Regions from separate parts of the Capsicum annuum genome. Here region 2 is linked to region 1. The links are chromatin contacts, called in public Hi-C maps. All regions are on one chromosome and are shown on one strand. Each heading gives the region's core, a stretch centred on a gene start, on an enhancer-like site or on the middle of the called end of the contact. The rest is flanking DNA. Distances are from core to core; before and after follow the strand shown. Region 1 holds the start of LOC124898461. Region 2 holds the start of LOC107870548.

Evidence for each region. A called contact is a pair of places that touch in the nucleus more often than the background predicts.
Region 2: a contact with region 1 is called in a Hi-C map of leaf, with 2.2 times the contacts expected there. The contact joins the promoter of LOC107870548 here to the promoter of LOC124898461 in region 1. A contact is called at or near these places in 2 of 5 Hi-C or Micro-C datasets (bud and leaf).

What each region holds. Positions count from the first base shown.
Region 1 is chr5:29,310,445-29,316,721 of UCD10Xv1.1, reverse strand. It overlaps LOC124898461, which reads left to right and starts at 3,515. Exons shown (of 2, transcript XM_047412107.1): 1 at 3,515-3,632; 2 at 6,094-6,277. The coding sequence starts at 3,515. LOC107870547 (microtubule-associated protein 70-2) reads left to right here. Exons shown (of 11, transcript XM_016717113.2): 9 at 1-199; 10 at 284-471; 11 at 3,353-3,857. The coding sequence ends at 3,392. It overlaps LOC124898739 (a long non-coding RNA gene), which reads right to left and starts at 1,999. Exons shown (of 2, transcript XR_007055488.1): 1 at 1,617-1,999; 2 at 1,124-1,356.
Region 2 is chr5:29,484,300-29,490,576 of UCD10Xv1.1, reverse strand. LOC107870548 reads left to right here and starts at 3,753. Exons shown (of 5, transcript XM_016717114.2): 1 at 3,753-4,012. The coding sequence starts at 3,994.

The DNA.
Region 1 (6,277 bases), core at 2,266-4,765:
TGGGACTAAAGATAATGAGACTGAGAACAATTCATGGAAAGAGAATCTAGATGAAAAACATGATGACTCACAAATGACAAGAACCGAAGATACTGTGCCTGGAGTATTATATGATTTGCTGCAAAAAGAAGTAATTGCTTTAAGGAAAGCTGGTCATGAGAAGGATCAAAGTCTTAACGACAAGGACGATGCTATTGAGGTTAGTTTGATTGCTGATTGGTATCATGACTACCTCAACTCACTCTGATTTTCTACTAAGCTTGATAGTATTCTTGTGTTTCAGATGTTAGCAAAGAAAGTGGATACTTTAACAAAAGCCATGGAAGTTGAGGCCAAAAAGATGAGAAGGGAAGTCGCTGCAATGGAGAAGGAGGTTTCTGCCATGCGTGTTCAGAAGGAACAGGAAAATAGAGCAAAAAGATTTGCAAATTCTAAGGGTCAAGTTAACAGTCCTCAGCCACTTCCAGGAAGGTATGTCTTAAATTCTGTCAAATGATTATGTCGAAGAAACTTCAAGTCAGTCTTTATCACTAAGGGGTCTTTTGGTTGGGAAAGAGTTATCTCGGGATAATTAATCCCAGGATTAGTTATCCCACCATGTATATGGGATAACTTATCCCATCACTATGATGTAAATGGTGGGATAAATAATCCCAGGATTAACTAATACCTCACACCAAACATGGGATAAAATAGTCCTTCATTTTATCCCGGGATTATTTATCCCGAATCCTCACATCAAACTACCCCTAATTATCTCCGTACCTGCTCATGCATGTGAAAACCCTCAACTCAGACTTAACATTCAAGAAAAATTTCTTTCTTTTTCTTCCTTCTAACTCTTTGTTTGAATAGGTATGGTAATTAATGTATTAATTATTAAAAAAAGTAGCCTGGCAATAAAATGGTGCCAGGGATTTTACACAGCTCTGAACCTTTCTGTACAAAAACAAAAAAGAAAGATTTCTATATGTACGAACAACCTATTCCTGAAGAGATTGAGCATGCTATTTTCGTCTCTAAACATCCTGAAGATTACACCAAAAGCCTAAAAGGCATAAACTTTTAACTTTATCTTCTGTACCGATTCTGTTTTTTATTCATAACATCAAACATTCCTTTCTTTCCATAATACCCCGCACAGACGAGCTGGCACTTGGCTGCTATTCTTCTCTTCCCTGTTACACATAAAACGCCTGCTGCAAATTGTCATACCTATCTCTGAAGATCATCTTGAGTCAGTCATGCATCTAGTGCCACTAGCCACAAAAAGGAACTGATTTTGTAGGGTGCTTTGACTTCCACAGCATCTTCCAGGGCCAGCAAGTACGGTTGTCTCTTCCACTGCTGAGAGTCCTGTAGCAAGATTAACAGAGAAGAGCCCTTTTTCTGCTTAATCCCTACTATATTGTTAGGCACTTCCTCCTTCAAATCACTCATTTGTTGAACCATTGCAGAAACTTCATAATCAAAAGAATTCCTATTCTTATACTATATATAATCTAAATATAAACACCAGTTGTTGCTATTCCAGTATCTGATACCAGATTTCAGCATGAGATTAGAAATATGAAGGTCCTGCCATTGAATAATTCAAAAAAAAAAAAAAATATTACCTAACCAAGCATCTTGTCAAAACTGTCTTTCATTCCAAACTTGATCTTCGAGTTGATGGCAAAAGTAGACCATAAGATGCAGATATGCTTCCTTAAACCTAGTCCAGGGAAATGTTATCTGGGCCTGGAAACTGAATTTTTTTTTTCCCCATATTTATCTGATATTACAGTTGTGTGATCTTCTTTCTGTTTCACAAATTGGTGGACCCAAAGATGTAAGATATGGGTCAACTAATTTGTGAAACAAGAAGCAGGCTTACTCAACTAGCCTCAGTTGTATGAGGCACAAAACAAAGTTTCTCATAAGCTGCTACTATATCTCCACAGCCACTTCATTAGCAGACAATTGTTGTGTTACTACAAATTTCTAACCTTTATGGTTCATGGCACCGAACTCATTGTACTTTTGAAGTGATTGGTTCCAAAATACATTTGTTGAAATTTTAGTAATTTTCCACATATATATCTATGTTCTGAGTTAAAACTACTGTGTTCAGGTAAGACTTAGGACCACCTATCTTGGAACTTTTTTTTCTTGATAAGGCAAAGATTTTATTAAAAACACAATCGACTTGATACTGTGAAAATTCACATGTTTCTAGCATTGTTGATCCCTAACACATAGTGGTAGCGACTACTTACGTAAATAATTCGAAGTGGTAAAAGCGCAACGTCGCTACGTGTAATGTGTGGGATAGGCACACATCGCAGGTTTGAACCTTACCGCATACAAAAGCGTGATATTTAAGTGGATCGAGGTAGAGGGCTGAACCATTATTCACCGAGTTTTGAAAGTGCACCCTTGACCTTGGTATTTCTTGGTTGCCAATTCTTTTTGTGTGTGTGTTGTTGAGGCCCTAAGCAATGATCATAGTGGAAACAGATGAATATTACGTGGAATATCTGTGCTTAAAAGTTATCTAACTTGTCATATTAAGACATGAGGCATATATTTTGAAAAAAAACATGGAGGGAAACAAGTCTGTTGACTTGTACAGTGGATGGATTAACACTGGAGAATATAACTCATGAACAATATTAAGAGAGGAGCAGTGTAGTGAGCTTCTGTTGTGGTTTATTTCATATAGAGGACTTACCCTCTTTTGCGCTGTTAATTCATCCGATAACGTAATTTGTCGAAAGAGTCTTTAGACTAAAAAGTCAAGACTTAGAGTATAATTTTTTTTTTATTAATCATTTTGTAAAAGAAATTTTGATAAGCGATATATAATTTTTATACCAGACAAAAACCAACATAGCTTCCATCCTGGATAAGCAATTTCTGTTGCTAAAGTTGAACGCATGTGGGGGTTCTAAGGGCACAATGTTTCTCTAAGATGGCAGTTAGTAACTGAAAGGAATCATAGCTATGGTGCTAGTTTTGGATCTTCAATTTTGATATGAATCATTTTTTTTTGTTTGGTTTTGTTAAATGTTTAGTCTTTTATAGTTTTGACAAATTAAAACATGGTGTTTCTAGGCAATGCAGGTGCAGCCACAAGGGATAATTGCTGCAGTTCCCAACTTGTAAAATTCGCTAGCTAGCAAACTAACCTAGGATTTTTATGCTTTCCATTTCTAGCAACCCTCTATTTGGCTTAGTTCATTTTTCTCCTGTTACTACTCAGTCACCCTTGCAATGAGTGCTAGAAGAAGCACTGCAATGTAGAACTTCACCGTGCAAGTCATCCAATTTTATGTGATTTTAACTTCAAATAACATGTAATTATCTACAGGAATGCAGCACGGAATGGGTCAATGCGAGGCACACAATAACATTCGAGGAGAACTCCATCAGCAGCTTTAAGAAGCAATTCTGCATAGGCTTGCTGTGTTCCTTCCCTACTTTTACAATTCTCCTACTTTCTCTAATGGATGATTGTAAACTTGTAACAAGCATGTCGATGCCTGTACTCGCTGCTTTCTGGTTGTGTCAAGATAAATATCTCTCCAAACATGGGAGGACAACAGGTGGCAAACATTCGGGGTGTGCCTCCGACTTTAGCTATGATGCAAGTATAGTTAGCAATCAGCAGGAACGGAACTGAAGCAATCAAAGTTGAATTAACCGTTTGTCAGTGTTTCGAGTGGCAGTGATTGTATGATTGTATAGATAGCTTGTTTGCATTTACTTGGCCTGCTTTTTCCCATCATGTTTGCAATCTATATTTGTAATCTGCAATCTATATTGGTTCAGGTTTGTCAATATTCTATGAAGATTAGACTTTTTGCCCCCTTGAATGTGTTCCATTTTTTTTTTTTACTATTCTCGACCCAGAAATTTCTCAATAAATAGTTTTGAGTATTTTTGGTCCTCTAATCCTCAAGCCTGAGGTGTTTGTTTTTTTGGTTAAAAATTTTGAAAGTATATATATATATATATATATTAGAAAATAAGCTCCTTAGAAGTAAGGAAAATAATTTCCTTAATAGAAGTAGGAAAAACAAGTGGCAATGTCTCCTGCCGCTCTCAAATCACTCGCCCCATCAAATCTCACAACCTCCACCTCCTCAATTTCTTTTCCACGCCCACCCCAGGTACATCAAGGGGCCTACCCCCAGCCGCCCCACCCACTACAAACCCCCCTTGCCCTTCCCCTTCCCCACCATAACATGCACCATTTTCTGCCTGTTCATTTTATTGTTTTGTGTTAGATATACAAATATTATTAGGATAACATTTTTTTTTACGTACAGCGAAAGAAAATAAGTAAGAAACAACATTTAGAGATCTAAGATTGATTTTGCAGTTGTTTGCAATACATAGTTTTCCATGCACTTTATCTTTCCTTTCAATTGGGAAAATTATTTAAATTTTTTTCGGTTTCCTACTAAATGCTTGCTATGAAATATCTAACAATGAAATTTTAAGCATGCAAAATACTTATCACATAGTTAATTTTGGATTCTTGTATCAGAAAATTTTAATATTTTGATCAATGAAACAAAGATGGAGAAAGAAGAAACCAGATGTGGATGTGGGGTTAAAATCATACAATTACGAAAAGAAAACTTCAATGCAAAAATTTCATATTTAAGTTAATGTATTATATCGGTTCAAGGTAAAAATTAAAGAACAAAATTTATTGTGTTCCCCAAATAAGTTATATCACACAGCTTCCTAAAAGGTGAAATTTGAGTCTCTGTCAAGGAAACACAGCGTTTTGCTTTATTTTTATGTTTTGATGACCGACTCGTTTGATATGACAGATAAAGATAATTTATTTGAAAAATTATTTTAGGATGAGTTTATTGCATATTATTTGATTAAGACAAATTTGCAGAATAATTTATTTTGAGATTGTATTGTTATTTTTATTTATATTGATGAGGGTAGGATAATTTGTTTCTCAATCAAATCAGCCCAAAAGGTACTACATTTCTTGTCCTTTTCATCTTCTTTTTCTTTTTTGGAGAAAATAAATGAAATAGTGATCAATGACTGATGAGATGATGTTTAGTTTTTCTCAATAGGTTTTAAGTGAATTTTAATTGTTTTGTTGTTTAATTTTATGTTCTTTGGTTCTATAATCTTAGAAATTAAGAGATTAATGAGGATATCGCTCATCTTATTAGAGGGGTGGAAGAAATGAAGGCTCGTATCTGGTTTGTGATATGTTGTTTGATAATTAAAGACTTGGGGTGTGTTTGGTAAATGTTTTCCATGGCAAATATTTTTCAAGAAAATATTTTTTAGAAAAAAAAAAAAAGTTGTTTCTTACTTATCTTCTTGTTTTTGATACACAAATAAAAAATATTATCATAAAAGCATTTATATATATCTATTTATACAAAATAATGAAAATGAAATGGCTAAAATGATAAATATTGTGGTGGGCGAAGCAAAGGGCAGGGGGTTGTGATGGATTATGGATGGGGTAGGTGGAGGTAAGGTGGGGGTTGGGGTAGGTGGGGGTGAATGCTAAAGGAGATATGTGAGAATAATCTGTAATTATATCATAGTTATCTGTTTGTACAGTTGTAATTCGTTATTGTATCATTTTGGAATTATAATTAGTTGTTGTAGTACTTTAGGACTAGGTGTTGTATTGGTGCTTATATATTCTCCATTATCTTATGAATAAACTATCGCTCTTCTCATTCTCTATCCAACATTAGTTGTTTTATGGTATCAGGGCTCTAAAAGCTCACATGAGTACGATCTCAATTTTTTTTCGCTCCAACCCTAACTACTGCCTTGCGCAAAAAAATAGCCACCATGGCTACTGCTGTTTATGCAGATAACACTACCAGCAACATTATCATCGTGCAGTTTAATCCTGCATCTCAACTACTCATCAAACTTGCAGGAAGCCACAACTTCACTACCTAAAAGACACAAGTGTCAATGCTCATGCACGGACATAACCTTTTCGATCACCTTGATGGCACAACTGTTGCTCCTTCAACCACACTTACTCCAAACAATGAAAACACTCTTAATCCAATTTATGTGAACTGATTTCGCCAAGATCAGCTTGTTCAAAAGCCATCTTGGCATCAGTAAAATCTACACTTGCATCTACTGTTGCAACAGCCAAATCGGAAAACAAAGCATGGGCATCCCTACACATTGCCTTCGCCGACAAATCACATACTAGAATTATCAGTCTCCAAGATCATTTATCCCGTATTACCAAAGATTCTCGACCTGTCACGGA
Region 2 (6,277 bases), core at 2,504-5,003, 170 kb before region 1:
AGACTTAGAAGTGAGTCCTTTCTACACTTAGATAGTATGATTTAAAGACAGAGTATTAGCACAACTTTTAAAACTAAATGTTATGACTCACAAGATTTATATAGAGGTGATACATAATCTTGTGGAATATAGTTGGGTTAAAATATAAGTACCAAATATCGCATGAAAACCATAAGAAAAAAAAGTGAAATATAAATTTATGCTACACGAGAAAATTATCTATTTTGAGAAGCAAAAATTAAAGACGATACTTATGTATCAGAAGATGTTATGGCCTACATGTTACATATATTTATTCATTTATTCAGAGATTATTATAACTTATACCTCACACTTATTGATAAGATCAACCCAATGTCCAACCTTAATCTTTATCGTTGTAGATTTCTAACATACTTTTGTATGCAGGAGTCTACACCACAAACTCACTAGTACTTATTCCGATGAGCATGAGCACAAAAATATGTTCATGATGTACATAAATGTATGGTATATAGAAAAATTCAGTGTGTTGTGATAGCTTACTTGATTTTTCGATTGTATAACTTAATATATTTCTTATGAAAACGTAACACCTTAATGGTGTTTAATAAATGGGCATGATTCACGAAAAATGCGCGCATGTTTTTCTATGTAGCTTCCTGATGAACCCCACGTAAGCTGTGAGGTATTCCAGTTCATATTTTGTTAATATTCTGGCATTGCAGTTAAGAAATTTGTCCCTGACTTATGGATTCAGGATCTACTAACATAGTTCTTTCTCTTCCTGTGTATGCAATTGGTCATTCTTCATCGAGTGGGATGCTTCTGTTTCCTAAGAGCACGTACCAGCCCAGCAACATAAGGCGCAAAAGGACACATAGTTTCATTGCTCGGTACGCATCTTTCACTTGATCTTTTACCTGCTGGCCGAATGGGCCATATTCTCATAAAAAAAGCATTACTGCTACGCTTACTACATAGCCCATGATGCTAAAGTGTTTACTTTGTTTTTGGGAATCAACTTGACTATGGTGCACTAGCAGCTAATTGGTGCATGGAAGAATTGCGACTGGGAAAATCATTCGCTTGCAATTAATTGTCCTTTGAATAAGCCTTTGATTTCAAATTGACGTATGCGGACACTGATGACACTGTTATTGGGTCTTGTCACAGGTGATTGTTTTTGGCTTTGACATTTGGTTTACATCATAGGCGGTTTCAGTTTGTTAATATCTATCTGTATCAAAGGTGTCAATATTTCAAAACAATCTGGCTACTTTCCCAATAGGTATGTAAATATTTATCCAACATTTTTAAAATAAAGAGATACATACAGTCTTACAAATGCTAACTACAATGTAATTCTTTCAATTTTACAAATGGATATTCATTCCTATACCATAATAGCTTAGGTTATTGGAACTTTTATTGTAATAGCTATTGTATTTGTCTTCATTGGATAAAGATTTATTTTATTAGCATATTTTGAACTTCTTAACTAATTTAACCTTTAAATCTAATTTAACAGGTGTTTCATCGTGAATACTCGAGAGATTGATCACAACAACAATTGCATCTACTATTGTAGAATTTATAAATATTATCCCTAGTAATGTAAATAGACAACAATCACTATCATATGTAAATGTGAGCATCCAATAGTATATTATTTTCATGATTGTATAAAACATATATTTGGAATCATTTTCATCTACTGATCCAATCAAACATAATAGTTCCTTGCTATTATATCTTCATTTTATTCTACTATATGCATTGGGCCCGTGCAACACACTGACATACCTATCTAGTTTATATAGAAGAGTGAGTTATGGGACGACCAAGGGCATTATAGTCATTTCACAATACAAATTCACCATCCAAAATTCATCTCTTTTTGTGGACTCTATTTTTTATTTTGTCTTTTTCTATCTTCTTTAAAATGCACCACTTCTCACTTCTCACCTTAGCTATATAACCCAAAAGAAAATTCTCAAAATAATCTATAATTTAATGTTTATTATACTATTTCAAATCAATAGTATTTTAACAAGTTTTGAATTTCAATAGTTGCATTAGTTGGCAACAATCCAATCAAAAAAATTATAAAATTTTTATTATTTTGTAATAAAATATTAAAATACTCTCAAATTATATATGAAAAGACCTCCCTCTTTAATGCACTACTTGATAACAATTTCAAAAAAGATTTTGAAAATATTTAGACATTTTATATATGTATCACGAGAAGTGTCATTATGTAGAAGTATACTACTTCATCTATGATCAAATTTAGTTTGATGCTTTTTCTGATTCACTAAAAATTCAATGTTACATAAATTCAAAATACATGAATATATAATTAAGAATTCTTTCAACAAACAAAGAAACGAAACGAGAGAAAAATATGAAAGATAAATAATTTCTATTACAAAGGAACTATTTTTTTTTTAAAAAAATTGAAAATACTAAAAAAGTATAGCTATATATTTTAAATTTAGTAAGAAATTATTATAAATAATATTTTTAGAAAAATTTGATCAATTTTTAAATTTAATGGTGTACAATCCTTTTAAAAATAATAAAAAAGATTAAAACCTATATAATAATTTTATAAATCGGGTTAAAAAAATTAATATAATGTAAATTATCATGCAAAGTGCCAAATTTGATAAGTATTATTAAAAAGTGATTGATAATTCTGAGATATTACTAAGATCTCAAAAATAAATAAACATAATAATAATAAAAAATAATATATAAAAATTTATCACTTTTTTGTCATAACACAAAAAACATATTTATACTTTTTTCTTTTCATTTTAAAGGTTTATAAGGTGTTTAATTAGGATTAAGTCATGAAATATTATTAAACAAAAAAAAAATTTTAAACCTGTTCATAGCACGGAATACATCATCTATCTAGTAATTTAAAAGAAGGGAGACACAAAATTAATTAACAATTTAGAGTTAGTATCTGAACTATTGTTCTATACCTAATTTACACTTAAAAAAATAAATAAATTAAAATCAGTTCTCTTATTCTAAAACAGTGTTTTGTTAAGTGCAAAAAAGTTCCAACTTTGGAAGTTAAAGAGTTTGAGGTTGTACGTTTGAAGCTGGTGTCTATCCAGATCCAGTGATATTTTGCCGTGGTTTTGTGTTTTGACCTATAAATAATTGCTTGAAAAATAATAAAATGTTAATTATAAACAATAATAATAATTCATTTTTTTTGTAATGCATAACTAAATCCTACATAAATAACATTTATATAATTAATTTTACATAATTAATGCTTACATAACTAATAAATAAATAACTAAAACCTAAACCTGCATAATTAGTTTTTGAATAAAATAATATATAAATAATTTTCATGTATTACTAATACTTACGTGGAGTAACTCTAATCAGTAACCAAAAGGTCTATAAATTCATGTATTACTAATACTTACGTGGAGTAACTCTAATCAGTAACCAAAAGGTCTATAAGATTTATGTAGATATTAATTATGTTTTAACCACAAAAAAGAAGATATTAATTATGCAAAATTAATTATATAAATATTATTTAGGATTTAGTTATGTATTACAGAACATGAATTATTAATATTTTTTATAATTAGCATTTTATTATTTACCAAGTAATTATTTATAGCTCAAAAAACAAAACCATGGCAAAACATGACTGGATCTGGATCTGGATCTGTATTTGGCAAAAGCAATAAATAAAACCATTAATAAAAATAAAAATAGATATGGAAATGAAGGCATATTCTAGAATAACAAATGTGGTGACCCATCCTCCAAGTCTCCAACGTAGCTTCAGCGTTGATTCATTCAATTTGCCATTTAAATATTGACACGTAGGGATAATTTTTCCCTAATGGAGTATTATTATTTATTTATATTTATAGTCAACATATCCTACCATTTCTAGGTTTCTCTGGTATTTTGATTCCCAATTCTCTCTCTAGGGTTTCGCGTGCCGCCTCTGATAGAACAATCATGCCTCGCCGGAGCTCTGGTACTAACCATTTTCTATCTACCTTTGTCTTCTAGACAATTTCAGTGTAGATCTATTTTGAAAATGAAACTGAATTGAATTATTTTGGTTAAACCCAGTTCATGATGTTTGCTTAAAATAATGTCTTTCGGAGGTCTGTGTAGACTCTACCCTTTCCATACCCAACTTGTGGGATTGCACGGGGTATGTTGTTGTTATGATGTTTGCTTGAAGAATTTGCTATTAATATATGTATGGAAAAATTGGAAGTTAAGTATTTGGGTGAAAACCCAGTTTAATTTTTGAATTTTTTTGTGTGTGTTATGGTGTTTGCTTGAAGAATTTGCTATATATATATGAAAAAATGGGAAGTCAATTATTTGGGTGAAAACCCACTTCAGTTTTTTGTTATTTTAATGTGTTATGATGTTTTCTTGAAGAATTTGCTACTAATTTATATGAAAAAAATGGATATTTTAGTATTTGGATATAAACCCAGTTCAAATTTCATTTTCTTTTTAAAAAGTATTTGGATGGAAACCCAGTTCAATTTTCATTTTTTTAAGTATTTGGATGGATATTTAACCATCCACTTTTCCACGTTGCTTATGGTTTTCGTTTTGTTTACTCCTGAAAATGGCAATGAAACTTCTTTACATTTGTGTATAGCCAAAATTTCAGTTGTAGTATGTATACACTGTTGGTTTGCTAGTATTCTGGAATATGGTTAACGAAATTTGTACATCTTCATCTTCTTTACATTTGTGTATGTTGTTTGCGGATGATGTCGTGCTGATTGATGAGATGCGGGGCAGGGGGATTCCCAGATGTCTGTAAGAGGGATAGCTTCAAGTATACTGGGTCTATGATTCAGGGAAACAACGAGATTGATGAGGATGTCTCCAACCGTATTGGAGCAGGTTGGATGAAGTGGAGGCTTGTCTCGGGAGTGTTGTGTGATAAGATGGTGACCCTTAAGCTTAAAGGCAAATTCTATAGAGTGGTAGTCCGTCCAGCAATGCTGTATGGAGCAGAGTCTTGGCTAGTCAAGAACTACCACATTCAAAAAATGAAGGTGGCGGAAATGAGAATGTTGCGTTGAATGTGTGGACTTACTAGAGGGGATAAAGTTTGGAATGAGATTATCTGGGAGAAGGTATGAGTGGTTTCGGTGGAGGTCCAGATGTGGGAAGGAAGGCTGAGATGGTTTGGGCATGTGACGAGGAGGGGTACAGATGCCCCAGTTTGTAGGTGTGAGAGGCTAGCGTTGGATGGCTTCAGGAGGAGGAGAGGTAGGCCGAAGAAATACTGGAGGGAAGCGATTAGACATGACATGGAGCAGTTTCAGCTTACTGGGGACATGACCGAAGGTGTGGATGTTGCGGATAAGGGTAGAAGGACCCTAGATAGGAAGGTGTGGAGGTCGCGGATAAGGGTAGAAGTCTAGGATGAGTGTGTGTGTTGTAGCAAGTAGTTAGAAGAGTTCATGTATAGCCGGGTTAGCAATTCTAGGACTGTGTCCATAGGTAGGAGCCCCTAGTCAGGAGGGTTTGGTGGTGATGGGTGCCTTTGGTCTGTGAGTGTATGTTACTACTAGGTGGTTGTCTTATTCCAGATGTCCTTTTCTTATCTCGTATTTCATATTGTGCTTATTTATCTTATTTCGTGTTAGTCTAATTTCTATTGTATTATGTCTTATTCCTTATTTATGTTATGCCATACATCCTGCTTCATGTTTCATTACGCTCTTGTTTACTATTCTTTATCTTGAGCCGGGGGTCTATTGGAAACGGCCTCTACTTCTTCGGAGGTAGCGGTATGGACTGCGTACATTTTACCCTCCCCAGACTCCACTTTGTGGGAATACACTGGGTTTGTTGTTTTTGTTGTTATGGTCGAAAAAGTTTAGATAATAAAATGGATTTTGTTCATGTATCGTTCCAATTTTCGTTCTAAATTCATCAAAAATTCTACTTACTCTTGATTTCCTCTTTTTGGGTGCATGTTCATTGTAATATCACCAAACTCTTAACATTTGCTTTAATCACCATGTCTAAAACCAAATAAAGCACTTCAGAATTGTGAAATAATTTCTCCGTAAAAATCAAAATGAAGAAATTTCTAAGGAACCAGATAACAGTAACTTAAAAATTATAGAATCTAAAGATGTGCATCATGTTGATTTTGAAATTTGACATTTCCAAGACAAGAAGACTGAACAAATTTTGAAAATGTTGATCATATGGAACAGGTTTAGAGCCCATTTTGATTGTTGCATTAGAGCTA